Regions from separate parts of the Danio rerio genome. Here region 2 is linked to region 1. The links are chromatin contacts, called in public Hi-C maps. All regions are on one chromosome and are shown on one strand. Each heading gives the region's core, a stretch centred on a gene start, on an enhancer-like site or on the middle of the called end of the contact. The rest is flanking DNA. Distances are from core to core; before and after follow the strand shown.

Region 1 (4,414 bases), core at 1,174-3,673:
TTGAGTCTGACTTAAAATGTATCATTTGCATGTGTTTTGGGGTGTTTACACAAGTGCCTAAAACTCTGAACAGTACTGTAGCTTTGCAGGTAGGTTATTTTGAAGCAGTTTAGAAAAGTTACCAAAGTTTTTCTGGATATAGTTTGTTTCAGTTTCTTAGTGTCATTCTCGAGTGGATGATGATCAGATTCTTTATGTGAGTGAATTAGCTCCTCCAGCGTGTCCTGGGTCTTTCCCAAGGCCTCCTTATGGTGGGACATGCCTGGAACACCTTCCTAGCAGATGTCCAGGAGGCATCCGAAACAGATGCCCGAGCCACCACAGCTGACTTCTCTCGATGTGGAGGAGCAGCAGCTCTACTCTAAGCTCCTCTTGGGTGACAGAGCTCCTCACCCCATCTATAAGGGTGCGCCCTGCCACCCTGCGAAGGAAACTCATTTCGGCCACTTGTATCCGAGATCTTGTCTTTTTGGTCATGACCCAAAGCTCATGACCATAGGTAAGATTAGGAACGTAGACTGACTGGTAAATCGAGAGCTTTGCCTTTCAGCTCAGCTCCTTCTTAACCACAACGGACTGGTACATTGACCACATTACTGCTGCCGCTGCACCAATCCACCTGTTAATATCATGTTCCATCCTTCCCTTACTCGTAAACAAAACCCCAAGATACTTGAACTCCACCTGGAGCAAGGACTTTCCTTCAACCTGAAGATGGCAAACCTGTTTTTTTCCAGTGCCATGGCCTCAGACTTGGAGGTGCGGATTATTATTATTATGTTTTCATTTTTATTATTCAAATAGCCAAATTCTGTCTTCTTTATTATAAAAATTTAGGAAATATTTTCGTATATCAAAAAGTGTGGTTATGCTGACCATCCAGCAAGATAATTCAGCTAAAAATAGTGCTTAAAATGTCACTAAAATGCAGTATTAAAATCTCTTAATTAAACAGAAAATGTGGCATATAACTGCAAAAAGCTACAGTTTTCCAGTTTTTTTTTAAAGAAAAAGAACCAACCCTTTCACCAGGCTGGTTACGGGCCTGTATTTACTGTCATGGCAAAGATAAAAGAACTGTTATAAGAAATTAGTAATAAAAACTTTTTAGAAAGAAAAAAATGTATTCTCTCTGTTAAACAGAAACTGAGGAAAATATACAGGAGGTCTAATAATTCAGAAGGGCTGACATCAACTGTACATAGCTGGGGTGAACTTAACCAACAAGGTAAGCAACTGCTTAGGGCCCCAGGGAAATAAAGGGCTCCCAGCTAATGCCAAGAAGCCTATTTTAATAATCCTAAAGCTATTTTACAATTTTTTTCTATCATATGTTGTAAAATCTGTTCAGAACCATTAAGATTTTACCATTATTACTTCTTTTCTAAACCAGGGGCCCCCATGAAAAGTGGAACGTTCCATTCATACTGCACTTAATAGAAAATATTAAAATCTAATCACAAATCACAAGTAAGGCTAATTAACTGTACATAGCTTGTGAGCTTGTTTTTTTATTTGTGAATTTACTTCATTTAATTTTATATGCAGTTTATACGCACACACACACACAACCCTGAATATAAAGAGAAAAAAATATCTATAAAGTTTTATTTTTTTTTTAAAGAAACTGTTTTAAGTTTCAATGCTAGGGCCCCTAAATCACTATATCCGCCTCTGTACATAGGACAAGTGCAATCCTGTCTGTGAGTCCATGCTATCTGAAAGATTGATGTAATAAAGAAATATACAGCAAAATGAGTAATCCTCTTTGGTAACTTTTTAAATGAATGAGTAAGTTTTACATTCAAGCCGAAATAAAACAAAAGTGAAATCACTCCCTCACATGAAGCTAAATGTTTACATGCTGCGATGACGCGCGGTCTAATCCCCTGACAGCGGATGGTGTGATGATGATATTTCATCAGATTACATCACAAGCCAGGGGTTTGCCTGTCTCAAACGGGGGAGGGGACGCATAAAAACAGTTTGCTATAAATGCTTAAGTCAGATTTTCTCTGAAGCAGCAGTTTGACTGTAACTGTTTCACCAGTTTGACTTTAAATGTTTCATCTATTTCTCACGCGTTTTTTTTAATATTTAGCCAAATATTTATGCGCATAAATGTTGTCATTATTTTATTACAAACTAAAACAGAATACTCTAGGGTAACGACAGTTTTTTTTTTAAAGAGGGTTATTAAAGTCTCCCGGAAGTGGATAGAGTGTCGCTCGTGCTGCAGCCTTGTGTTTCCTGTTTACGGGCGGGAAGAGTGAACCTGCGTCTCAGCCTGTCCTGCAACAGAGCTCATTTTTATCTCTTCATTTCCCTGCGCGCCTCTGGATTATTTTCAGAGCTATTTACTACTTTTATTAACTCTCCCCAAGCGCTTCCTGCGGCTCTCTGACTGAAGTTTGAAGCCCTGATGGAGGAGCCTGCAGACTCCGGCGGCGGTGCGGCAGCAGAGGGCCCCGTGGTGCAGGTGACGGAGATCCGCTGCCCCGCAGGAGCTCGTCCCCTGCGGCTGCTCGAGTGGAAGGTGAAACCCGGAGCTCTGGTCAACGTTGACTCCGTGATCGCGGTATGTGCGCCGATCCCCGCCGAAAGCGAGTCCAGAGCGCCCGAAAAGAAGCTCAAGTCGGACCGCGCTGGAGTTGTGCAGGAACTGTGCTGTCAGCTCGGGCAGGTCATCGCGCCTGGGTAAGACACGCTCTCATGACCCCGTTGATATCCCAGATTTCACGGCTGACATTTACGCTTTTATTTCCAACCCTTGCTTCTGAGCTGAGCGTGCTCGCGCTAAGCTAAAGTGGCACGCGCACTGGCGCTCACGCTGAGCTCGTGACAGCAGCATCTCAACTTCCACGCGCCCGGTGTAAACATGTTTAATATCATGTAAAGGTGTTTTACGGGATTGTTGTTATACCAGGCATAAAATGTTCGTATTAACTGAAAAATATGACTGATTATATCTTGGGAGATAAGCTCTGATAACCCCTAAACTCTGTGTATACATGGCAAAACAAGAGTTGGGGGAGCGGCCCGCCCTTTTTACCCAATCAGAAACGTTCTCTCTCTGTCAGTCATTTGGTGCGTTGTAGTTTGGTGCATTCGGATTGGCTGGTACGGTTGTAGAGGGCGGAGATTTGGAGTGAGGGTGTGTCGTTGAAAGCATGGAGGCGGTCTGAATAATTCAGAGAACTCTAACGTTAGTAGTGGAAGAGAAGCGTGCAGAGTCATCCAGGATTTCCACGTGCCTTATTGTTATTTTTTTTGCACCACATGGTTGTTGAAAAAAGTTTGAAGTTTTGGGATTAAGCAGCCCAGAAAAGTATTATTTTAGTTATTTTTATTAATGCATATAACTGACAAAGCATAAAGGATTATATGATAACATATACAACAGTCATACAAAACTTAGTGATGCAAAACATACATTAAAAAAAAACTACATTATATATATGGGGGCTTTATCATATTTAAATTATTAGATTGTTTAGATTTTTTTCGTTATTAGAGAGGTTTTTATAGCTTTCATGTAATTGAGGTCAAAGAATTATAAACTATTTTTAAATCTTTACAGAAAAAAAATAAAGGAGGGAGTAATAGACGTTACTTTTGCCTTGTATATGTGAAAATTCCCAAGAAAAATGTTCATTATCGAGTGTATCGAGTGTATCATAGCCAGTTTTACAATTTAGAAAAAGAATCATGCATTCGTCAAAGTGAATTATTTTGTTAAATGAATCAAAAGTCAACCCTGAAACCTGTTTCCAAAAATCATCAGAAAATGTACAAGTACGAAATAGATGTAAAAGACTTTCAGGCTCAGTGTTACAAAAACAGCCTTGATACTGAAATGAGAGTTTTGTCGTCATTATATATAAATATAATATTTTATTATTATTATTTTAGCAGTAGTAGTATTAGTGGTAGTGCTATTTTCTTTAGTTCATGTTTATTGGAATCACGTGACGCCTTGACAATTTTTACTTTTAAATCATTACTTGAATTAAATGCAGAACATGCTTAAATAAGCAAAACAAACTATATAAAACAGATAAAGCTTACACACAGAGTTCATTGTTAAAATGAATCTTTAAAAAATGCTAAATATTTACAGAGTAGTTATAGGAGATTTAAGATCTTCAGTCTCTTCTAATCCTGAAAATATGAAGCTGAGTATTAAGGACAATCTGCGTTTATGTATAAAAAAGGGATAGGCTGAAATAGGATTCTGATGGGAGGTTTTGCAGTATTGTGATTACTGTTTTAAAATATGCTCTTTTTAAATGTCTGAGTAAAAAACAAAATAAACTTTTTTTGCCTTTGAGTATTTGTCAATTGCGTGCAAATAAATTCTTAGAATCAACAGTTGTGTGTTTTAAACCTTTAAATGATACCTTCTCTGTGATGT
Region 2 (4,414 bases), core at 854-3,353, 100 kb before region 1:
TGTTCCCAAACGTCCGGTGATCTGTTATTGTGTTTTTTTTTTTCATTTTATACGGTTGCTTTTACAGCATTCATGTTGTAATGTAATTGAAATACATTCAGTTAAATAAACTTTTGGCATTCATTTAATTGTTCAAGTGTAAAACGAGACAAAAGGCCTTTTACTCGTCCGTCAGGATCGGCAGGCTAGGGCAGAAGCTCTAATGGATATACTGTGGTAAAATAAATGCTCATATTATTAAGACATGGCGGGGAAAATGTAATTTAATGCAGTGCTTCTTGTACAATCTGAGACCCACTTTATATCGGATACCATTTAGCCAGTGGAGATCGCTGTTTTTCAAAGAAAACAGACCTTTAACGCGCAGATTTTCACCGGAAGCGCTTAACCCAGATAACTGGCAAATTAAAAGTCCTATTAGCATGCTTCGGCATATACCCTATTTACCCTATCTTTAATGTTTTTAAATATCATTCGTTACATTCCCCTATAATGATTACAGAATACTACATTTCAGGCCCTTAGCCAGGATGGGTTCGGGTGGTTTGAAAGACCCACCCCTCCATGACAAAGGACCAGAATTTGTCCCATACATGAGCTCATTTGTCTCATTTTGACTGCTATGCCATCATGAATAGTGAAATTAATCCATTGAAAAAGGCTTTGAGACCAAGCAAAATGCTATATGCAAATTTATTTGAAAACTACTATGGCTATTATTGATATCCATGTAATTTCAATCAAATCAAATATACTTTTTACAAGAGAGGCTAGAAAAATCATGAGGCTCTTTCTTTATTGTTATATATATATTTTTTTTTATTATTCAAATAGCCAAATTCTGACTGAGGACAGTTGAATGTTCTGGCCAGTTTGTAGGCTAAGGGTACATTGGGCTACAGTTTTTAATGTAAAACTTTAACAGATTTAATTTTTTTTATGATTTATAATGTAATAAATTTGTATTTTAAAAATAAGTATTAATTTTTCTTCATTCAAAATCTTTAGGAAATATTTTGGTACATTAAATGTGTCATTATGATGACAATCTAACAAGCCAATGCAGCTAAAATAGTGCTTAAAACATCGCTAAAATACAGTGTTATATCTTATACATTATAAATGGGGTGAATAACTGCAAAAAGGTCCACATTTTGAGAAAAAGAACATCCAGGCTGGCTACGGCCCTGCGTTTTAAGTCGAGGTCAACTCAGAACGCCTCTGATTGGCTATTTCAATCCTAAACTCAACAGCAGCGCGTGTGATTGGTTAAAAGTAAACGGCGCTGCAAATCCCTAAATGAGCGCTACCACAGAAGCTCGTGTAACTGTTCAAGAGTTTTTTTGCCGGTTTATTTTAATTATGTGGTGGAGTTTTTGTTCATTTTGGTGGCGTTTGCCACAAACAAACATTAATTTCCTGCTTTAGGTAGAAGGGATAATAAATTCAAAATAGGTTACGTTTGACTGAGAAAGCACCCGCTTTATCAGCGCAGTTAAGTTGGTTTTGTTTTCGATATTCCTGACACATTTAGTGATAGACGGCAATAACTCAAAAACCTCTTACCCTAAAAGGATCTAAAGTAATATCGAAAACAAAACCAACTTAACCGCGCTTTAATCATCTTAGCCTAAAGTTTAGAAGGGATAAGTTACAGCTACACACATCAATTTAGCCTAATTTCTTTGACACTGTACAACAATATATATATATATATATATATATATATATATATATATATATATATATATATATATATATATATATATATATATATATATATATATATATATTATTTACATTACTGTGAGGGTTTGTTGAGGGTAGATGCAAAAAAAATTACACTTTAATTGTAATTTAATAAATAATGTGAATATTACATATCATAATTGCAGTTTTTACATTACTGTGATGGTTGGGTTTAGGGTTGGAGTAGTGGTAGACGTTAATAAAATACAATTAATTGATAATTTGATAAATAATCATATTCTAAATAATACTCGTTAACTTCCTACCGCAGCTGAATCTTTTCTAGTAACAACAAACAAAGCGCCAGGAACTCAAGTTTCGCACATTGGCCACACCGGACTCGTTTGAGCGCCGCACTTCTAGCGCGAGTCGTTCTGGGATGTGTAATGAATGAGAAAGTGCTGTCCAGTGTGCTGATAATGTGCACTTTTTAATGTCTGCATTCATGAGACCCAGTGGCCAAAGAGCATAACAATCGTACACTTATTCTGTGGTATGTTCGAGTTTATTTATGCGTATCTTCACTTACTTTTGTTATTGTCAAATATAGCTAGCTAGCATATTAGCGTGAGGTGCAAATAATATCAACAACATGTTCGAATAGACAAGGGAAACCAATAACTCTCTACAATAAATCAGTAAATATGTGTTTATCAGTTATGGAGCAGTTAGAAGATGTGAAGTGCTGCTGTGGAGTTTGTGAAGAGTCAGACATGACGCATGAAGCACTACGTTAGTGTTGACTGTGTGTTTGGTTCATAAGGTGCTGAGAGGAGCCGCTGATCTTCATCATGTACGCGGTGTACCGTCAGGCTCACCCGCCCACCGCAGTGGAGTTTGCCGTTTACTGCAACTTCATCTCCAGCCAAGAGAAAAACTTGGTGGTGGCAGGAACATCTCAGCTGTACGTCTACAGGATCATTTATGATGTGGAGGTGAGGATGGAGAATGACGGATTCAGTATCTTAGTCAGAGCCCCTAGTTTTTCAGTTTTTGTGTGTGATTTGTTTGCAATAAAATGACAGATTTTGTGGTGGTAATTCTCAAATATTTGCGCCCAATTTTGTGATAAAAAATATATAGATATAAATATAATGATTTTATATATTTGATATCTTATTTATCATATTAGCATGTTAAATGTGCAGTCGGACACAATGACACAAATCAAAACAGTTAAGTGATAGGGATTAAGCCAAAGAAAGGTTGTGTAACTCGTATTTTTATCCACGATCTTACTTTCTCTCAGATGTCACTCCCCAGAGCATCTGATAGCATGTACCTCACTCAGGACATGCATTGGGACTTCTCTCACTGTTATACACCTAAATCACGGACTGCCGTAAAACTCGTCAATGGCAGGGAAGCGTTTTTTTCATGCAGGAAAAGAGTCAAACGAAAACATTTATCAATTTGACACACATCATTAAACCAGCCATACATGTACAGCACAAATAATGTCCTTCAATTCGGTCTCATCCAGCGGCTGTCATCCTTGAACCAATCTCCAGCATTTCAAGCTGCTTGCGTTTCTGTCTGTTCCACCGCTCTGTTTGTTAGATGTTTGCTTCCACATTCTTTTGCAGTCTGAAGCGCATCAAAATGCCCAATTAGTACCATATTTAAGACACTCAAACTTCATCCGTGTCTGTTTACTGCAAAGGCTGCAAAACCCTCCACCCCATGTAATGTAATGATTGTGAGGGCGCAGCTGAGACGTCATTTTTCGAGAGACACTCAAACGTCATGTGCGCTGCGTATGCAACGTCTATAAGTAAACAATTAATTGCAAACAAATAAATATAATTTGATAATATGTTTGGAATGTGAAGTTTTATGAGATTATTTGCATTTTTTGTGATTATTTTGCATTTAAATGAAGAATTTAGCAGGATTGCAGAAATTTTTGTTGATGACTGCAAAGTCATGAAAAACTAGGGGCTCTGCTATGTGAAGCTGTGACATGAGATATACACATGTAGAAATATCTTTTACACTTTCTGTATTTTGTGTTTTCTGTTTATTTACGGTTGTGAATTGTATTATGGGATTATGGAATCTCTGCACTGTCGACTTTGGATGTTGAAAATTCAAATCTACATTGTAACAAAGTGACTTTTATTGAAATTTTAGTAGTTTGAAATAATATGATGTATGAGTAATAATGCCAATATATTACAAGGTTTTTGTTGCATAATATAAAACACCCACGCAGACAGTATATCATTTTAGAGGGGACCTATGATAAAAATCATCTTTTGTAAGCTGTTTGGACAGAACTGCGTTTAGGTACAGTATAGTGTGTCCACAGTCTTATTAAGGTGATATAAAGACAATAAGTCCTTTAAAAAAAAAAATCCTGATGTTAAAATAGTATCGTTACATCAGGTTTATTTTGTACATTAACATAGCTGATATCCATACAGCAGTTTATATTAACGTGTATCCTGTCGCATTTGCTTTGCAAAAACAGGGCAAATTTAAACATGCGTGGTGTGTGTGTACATGCGACCACGCTTGAACTGTAACGACATACAACAAATTTGTAACAACAAATACATAAAATAATCATTGGGAAAGTTCTTACTGTAGTGTTTCTCACAAACGTTACGTGAGATCTGCTTCCTTCATGTCTGTCACTGTGCTGTTTATCTGACGCAGCCAG

The links. Hi-C and Micro-C count contacts between places; a contact is called where the count stands out from the background.
Region 2: a Hi-C map of hematopoietic stem cells shows a contact between it and region 1, with 3 times the contacts expected there. The contact joins the promoter of cpsf1 here to the promoter of ctdp1 in region 1. A contact is called at or near these places in 2 of 18 Hi-C or Micro-C datasets (caudal fin and hematopoietic stem cells) and 1 of 4 datasets of contacts at active chromatin or transcription factors (caudal fin).

Annotation. Positions count from the first base shown.
Region 1 is chr19:12,948,299-12,952,712 of GRCz12tu, reverse strand. ctdp1 (CTD (carboxy-terminal domain, RNA polymerase II, polypeptide A) phosphatase, subunit 1) reads left to right here and starts at 2,423. Exons shown (of 13, transcript NM_001002873.1): 1 at 2,423-2,697. The coding sequence starts at 2,423.
Region 2 is chr19:13,052,161-13,056,574 of GRCz12tu, reverse strand. cpsf1 (cleavage and polyadenylation specific factor 1) reads left to right here and starts at 2,103. Exons shown (of 38, transcript NM_001114681.2): 1 at 2,103-2,242; 2 at 2,513-2,684. The coding sequence starts at 2,541.